2 separate regions of the Mus musculus genome follow, and region 2 is linked to region 1. The links are chromatin contacts, called in public HiChIP or PLAC-seq maps. All regions are on one chromosome and are shown on one strand. Each heading gives the region's core, a stretch centred on a gene start, on an enhancer-like site or on the middle of the called end of the contact. The rest is flanking DNA. Distances are from core to core; before and after follow the strand shown.

Region 1 (2,978 bases), core at 308-2,807:
CATAAAGGTCTGGTGGTTTGTTTGTTTTTTCAATCTTTTAAAATTGTGTTTATGTGTAAGCACTTTTTAAAAATTATATTAGTTCTTTGAGAATTACAACATGTTTGATCATATTCAGTCTCTCATCATCTCCCACATTACCCACCCAACTTTGCGTTTGCTGTTGTTATTGTTTTGTCGTGTTTTGTATTGCACATATACCCATGAAATCTAATTTGTGCTAGCCATATATGCTTGGATGTGTAGCTTTTCACTGGAGCATAGCTGACTTATCAGGGGCTACACTTTTAAAGAAACTACCTCTCCCTCTCCCCTTGGCTAGCAGTTGCCAGTAGCTCCTCAGATAGGGGCTAGACGGTGCACACTTCCTCTTCCTGAGTTGGCATTTGGTCTGGCTTGAGTGTGCATAGGTATTGTGCGTGCTGTTACAACTGTTGTGAATTCACATGTGCAGCTCCCTGTTGTGTCTGGAATTCACGATCTCCTTGGAGTCATCTAGCACCTCTGGCTCTTACACTCTTCTGCCATCTCTTCCACAATGACCCCCGAGCCTTGGGAAGAGGTGGTGCCCCATATAGATGTTCCATCTATGGCTGAGTGTCAGTCTCTTTTCCTCTTTGGTTGTAAGTCTCTGTGTCTCTACTGCAAATAGAAGCTTTTTTTTTTCCAATGAGGGAGGATTAAGAGATGCATTGATCTATGGATTGATTGTTGGCAGTCAGCTTAATACTATGTCCATTTAACAGAATTATAGTTGTAGGTTTCTCCCATACAGCTCATGACCTGTCTAGTCACAGATTCTTGGCCAACGATAGTACATAATTTCATTTTATGGAATGGGACAAATCCAATTAGAAAATGGGTTGGATACTCCGATGTTCATGCCGCTATTGTACAATTGTCTTGTTTCTAAGTCATAATTATAGCATTATTCTATTTCAACAGCCCAGTGTAAGGCATCAGTCCTGTGGCTGTGATGATAGAGTGCATCCTGACCTTTCATAAGCTGGTTGTATGAGGTAAAAATGGCCAGTTTGGAAAATACTTTGATAGATATCTTTTCAGCACTTGATTGAACCCAGGGCCTTATACGCAGCACTAAGGAAGCTCTGTCTCTGAACTATTAGCCCTTGTAGGTCTTAGACAATATAGAAAATACAGATTATGTGAACCAACCATTCTTAGTCTAGACATCTATGCAAAAGAAATGGAAAGGTGTCTCCGTGTACCCACTTAAACAAAATGACTCATTGAAACATTACTTGTAATAGCTCAGGCTAGACAGAGCCCAAGTGCTGAGTTGTGGAGAGCCAGACTAATGTAAGGCTTTCCCAGAGGCCCTTGTAAAAGGACAAAGGAACATTTAGTTCTGTGTCCTTGTTCAGGAATGGCTGGTCTAAAGCTGCAGTCAGTGTCCCAGGGGAGTCAAAGTTGTGGCTTCTTGGTACCCAACTCTTCCCTTGGGATATGGTTATCAACCTTTTAAGCAGCTGTACCCTGTGTTCTCTTTGCCAATATTGTCTGATTCACCTCTCTGCTGACTTTGGCCACATCCTCTCTCTTACAAAGAGTATATATGATGTGCTACTTCATAATCCATTTGCTTGGTATAAGTCATCAGCATATGCAAGACGTCTGGTGCCAGTTATTGCTTTATTGTCTTCTTTATTTCTCATCCCCAGTCTTTCCACTTGACACCTAACCTCAGGACTCCTATTCCTGTGGGTTTGCATCACTGAGTAATAAATGATTAGATAGCTGAAGCTCAGGATGTTTCCACACAGAGAAATGTTACCCAGCAATGAAAAGGAATGAACTCACCAGACATGCGTCACATGCTTGTAATCTTAGCATCCAGGAGGTAGAGGCTGGAGGACTGTGGGTTCAAAACTAGCCTGGGCTATATAGAAACACCTTGTTCCATAAACAACAAACAATATAGATGAATGAAGGAGAATGAAAGGGCTGGTGGGGGCTTTTCCAGGCTGCAGACTGGAGGCTGAAGGCTGTAGGTGGTGGGGCTAAAGTTTACAGCCTTCTCCAGAGCATTTACAAGCAGTAACATACCCACTTCTGCCTCTTGTTTGAAGCCGCTGCCTCAGCTCTCTAAGGAGATCTGTACCTCTTCTGCTTGCTGAAGCTCTCCTTCCTGCTACACACCTGTCCCTCCATTCAGAACCCCCCCCCCCCCCCGACTCACTCAGCTGCCTTCCTTCTGTACCTGCAGACAGGAACGAATCAATTTGTAAATGTCTCCAAGAGAACAGGACTCTGAGTGATTGCCAACGCTTCTCTCTGAAAGCAGGAACTTGCTGAGCTCTTGGAACACAACCGCCGCCTGTTCTTTAAAAGAAGAGAAAATCAGGGTGGAGCTGAGACGAAAGGCTGGACCATCTAGAGACTGCCATATCTGGGGATCCATCCCATAATCAGCTTCCAAATGCTGACACCATTGCATACACTAGCAAGATTTTGATGAAAGGACCCAGATATGGCTGTCTCTTGTGAGACTATGCCGGGGCCTAGCAAACACATAAGTGGATGCTCACAGTCAGCTATTGGATGGATCACAGAGCCCCCAATGGAGGAGCTAGAGAAAGTACCCAAGGAGCTGAAGGGGTCTGCAACCCTATAGGTGGAACAACAATATGAACTAACCAATACCCCCCTGGAGCTCGTGTCTCTAGCTGCATATGAATCAGAAGATGGCCTAGTCCGCCATCAGTGGAAAGAGAGGCCTATTGGTCGTGCAAACTTTATATGCCTCAGTATAGGGGAATGCCAGGGCCAAGAAGTGGGAGTGGGTGGGTAGGGGAGTGGGTGGGGGAGCATGAGGGGGACTTTTGGGATGGCATTGGAAATGTAAATGAAATAAATACCCAATTAAAAAAAAAGAAGAGAAAATGAGGCACTCCAAGTGGAGACAAGCGGACCAACACTTGCCCTGATCTTCCTGGTTTCTGAGCCCTTCCTTTCTC
Region 2 (3,138 bases), core at 233-2,732, 540 kb after region 1:
ATAAGCTTTGCTATTTTTATTGCATTGGTTATGGACACCAAAGTAAAAGGCTAAGAGAACCCAGTGGCTCAGAATTCTGCCACTTGAATCATGAAGATCAGGTTTCATGTTTATTTGTATTTTATTTATCTTGTTTATTTGTGGGGTGTGTGTACACGTGCATGTGCGCACATGCACATACATGCATGTACAGAGGCCAGAGGAGGATAATGGATGGGCAGTTCTCAATACTCTTCCTTATTCTCTTGAATCAGGTTCTCATTGAACCTGGACCTATGTCAGTGGCCAGCAAGATCATCTCTGCCCCTCATCACACTGGGGTTGCAGGTACTTCTAGCCATGCCCAACACTTTATGTGGGCACTTGGGGATTCAAACTCAGGTCCTCATACAAACAGAGCAAACTGCCTTACCTGAAAAGCTATCTCCACAGGTCTAAGATCAGAATCCAAGTTAAAGCTCAGACACTTATCAGCTGTATGTCCTGGGCAAGAATGTCGATCAGCTGAGCCCCAGTCTTCATGTATGAAGTAGAGATAAGTGTGCAGTCCCTCCTGCTGTGGTCTGAGGAGCACTGTCCACATTGCCTCTGGCTTTGTTCTTCTTTAACTAGTGCCATTTGACCCACAAATCAAAGTCACTCAGCTAGGTTTATTGAGATAGGATCTTACTATGTGCATTATAGACTAGCCAGGAACTTGCTATGGAAAGCAGGCTGACATCAAACATTTTGGCACTCTTCTTGCCTCAGTTTCCCCAGGGCTGAGATTCCAGGAACTACCTTGTCTGCCCTGCCCCTGCTCTGTTTTTTAATTTATGTCTAAAATAGTATAAGAAACTGTAGACTCACTGTGTCTTCAAAATTTCCCCTGATCTTTTGATAAGAAGGTATTCTAATTTGTCCCACTCTGGGGATTCTTAACTGGCTATGATTTTTATCACCCACACAAGGAGAACTCAGAGTGAACTGGAAATGTTTTAATCTGTAATAGGTAGGAGTGAACAGAGGTGCCACTACCAAATAGAATGGATGGATCAGAGTTGCTGATGTCCACCTACAATTAACAGAACAGCCTCATTCACTTTCCCAGCTGAAAAAAAAAAGTTCATAGTGCCAAGATCTTGCAACCCTGGCCTATACTCTCTGTCATGACATAATGTGCACTTGCATGTACACCATGCATGTATGGATGTGCACCTACACGAATGACCTTCACATCCACATGCACATAGGTACACTTTCAGTTCTCGGCTTCCAAGAAAGGAGCAGCGTACAGAGATTAGAGCAGGACTGAGTGCCAGGATGATGTCATGCTGGGGAGACCCACGCCTGCTGTGGCGAGACATTCTCTGTCCAAAGATCTCGCCATTTCCGTGCAGACCCCTCACCTCACCACCACCGCCTCCTCATATCCTGCTCAGGTCCCTCCTGGGAGCTCAGGGAGACCTCGGAGCAGATGGAGTTTCACTTAGTCACTCTCCCTACAGCCAGATCGGGTTACATGGCCAAGGGCTCTGGTGCTGAGCTGCTCACTTTGACTGGAGTGATCTGGGTTGGCTCTTTACCTTCCAGGATGTGGATTGGCCACTGGGCAAGGCTTGTTTGTAGTTTTCTATCCTAAGGAAAGAGGCTGAGAAACACGCAAAGCAAAAAGGATGCCTAGATCCTGTGTTGAGAGCAGAGCCTGGAGTTCATGCTTCTTTGTTCTTATCGCTAGAGGTAATGAATATTCAGCAACTTTCTAAATGAAGTATACAAATGATAGCAATCTCCATGGAGTCGTATGGCATGTGTATCTTAATGCTTTTTGCGACAAGAGAATATCAGGGTCTTGATAGCTTTTGGAAAAAAGATTTTTTTTTTTTAAAAAACTTTTGGCGGTTACAGAGTTCAAGATCTAAATGCTGATAGAGGGTCTGTTGAGGACCCCATTTCCTGGTTCACACAATCACCTCTTCACTTGCTTTCACAGTGGCCAAAGGAGCCAATACATTCCTTGAGGCTTCAATGACAGGGGTTCTAATCCCATTCACAAAAGACCTGCCCTCATGACCTAGTCACCACTCACGTGCCCCACATTCTGATAGCACACTGGAGATGATGTTTTCAGATATACATTCAGAAGGGGACAACAGAAATGTAATTTAATGTGGTTTATACAGGCTAACACTGGATCTTAAAACTCTGAGCAGCTATAATACATCTAGTATTGCATCTCTTCTGCAACCCACAAGCAGCAGCTATAGACTGCTAAAATTCCAGAGTCGATATCATGGCAGTCCAGTGAAGTAGGCTTAACTAAGGAGAGGGTAGCTTCCAGTAGAAGAACTAGCTTTCCAGCTTGAGTCTCACTCCCTTCCAGATCTAGTTTTTAATACTTCATAAGATGCCTCTTACAAGGTCGTTTCCTTCTTTTCTGCTGAGGAGAGAACTAATCTGTAGAAAACATAAATAACCCCAGAGCTCCCAGCTGCAGGCATGCTACTACCCCTCTGTGAGTCCTCTTGGCATCTAACTTTAGCAAATACAAGTTAGTTTCAAAGGTCTTCCATGGCACCTAAGTATCTGTACATGACTGCCTGATTACATACCCGAGGCTGTCACTTTCTGCTTATGGTTCTAAAGCTAGGTACCAGGAACCTACACTAGCTGTAATTACTCTTCACAATCTTGGTTAAGCGTGTAAAATGGGATAACTCTCTAATAATCCAGAAGAAGTCCTAGAGCCAAGAGAGATAGGAGGTAGGAGTCACCCAAACTGACCCTCCGCTGTGACAAGGATTATCTGGTTTACCTCTGTATAAGTTGCAGAAATGCTCAAAGCAAAAACAGTTTGGGAAGGATGCCCTGGAGGGCGTTCTAGAGTGTCCAAAGACAGGCAGGCATGGGAGAAAATCAGGAGCCGTGTTCAGAACTCAGGTGACACAGAAGCTTATGACATTTCATAGGGAGTAACTTGCATTCATGCGGCATTTTGAACCTTCTCCAGATGACAATGTCATATTGGGAAATTTTCAGAGAGCATTGCTTTGTGTAACTACCCATAGTTGGGCCTGATGAGAAATTGTTGCCCTTTTGTAGTGATTTTGGCATCATTGGTGACATCTTTTACCAATATGTAAAAGAATTCCACTACCA

Evidence for each region. HiChIP or PLAC-seq counts read pairs in DNA pulled down with a chosen protein or histone mark.
Region 2: a contact with region 1 is called in a CTCF HiChIP or PLAC-seq map of the NIH/3T3 cell line, with 5 read pairs. The contact joins two enhancer-like sites.

Annotation. Positions count from the first base shown.
Region 1 is chr4:63,520,529-63,523,506 of GRCm38.p6, forward strand. No RefSeq gene overlaps it. Among named protein-coding and RNA genes, the nearest start is that of Atp6v1g1, 23 kb to the right of the region's middle. Within about 2 kb of position 1,558, at least 8 of the 459 cell types and tissues checked have an H3K27ac peak or open chromatin away from gene starts, as enhancers often do. A contact at or near this core is called in the NIH/3T3 cell line, where this site is marked.
Region 2 is chr4:64,064,024-64,067,161 of GRCm38.p6, forward strand. The region is part of intron 4 of 8030451A03Rik (a long non-coding RNA gene); the gene reads left to right. Among named protein-coding and RNA genes, the nearest start is that of Tnc, 19 kb to the left of the region's middle. Within about 2 kb of position 1,483, at least 53 of the 459 cell types and tissues checked have an H3K27ac peak or open chromatin away from gene starts, as enhancers often do. A contact at or near this core is called in the NIH/3T3 cell line, where this site is marked.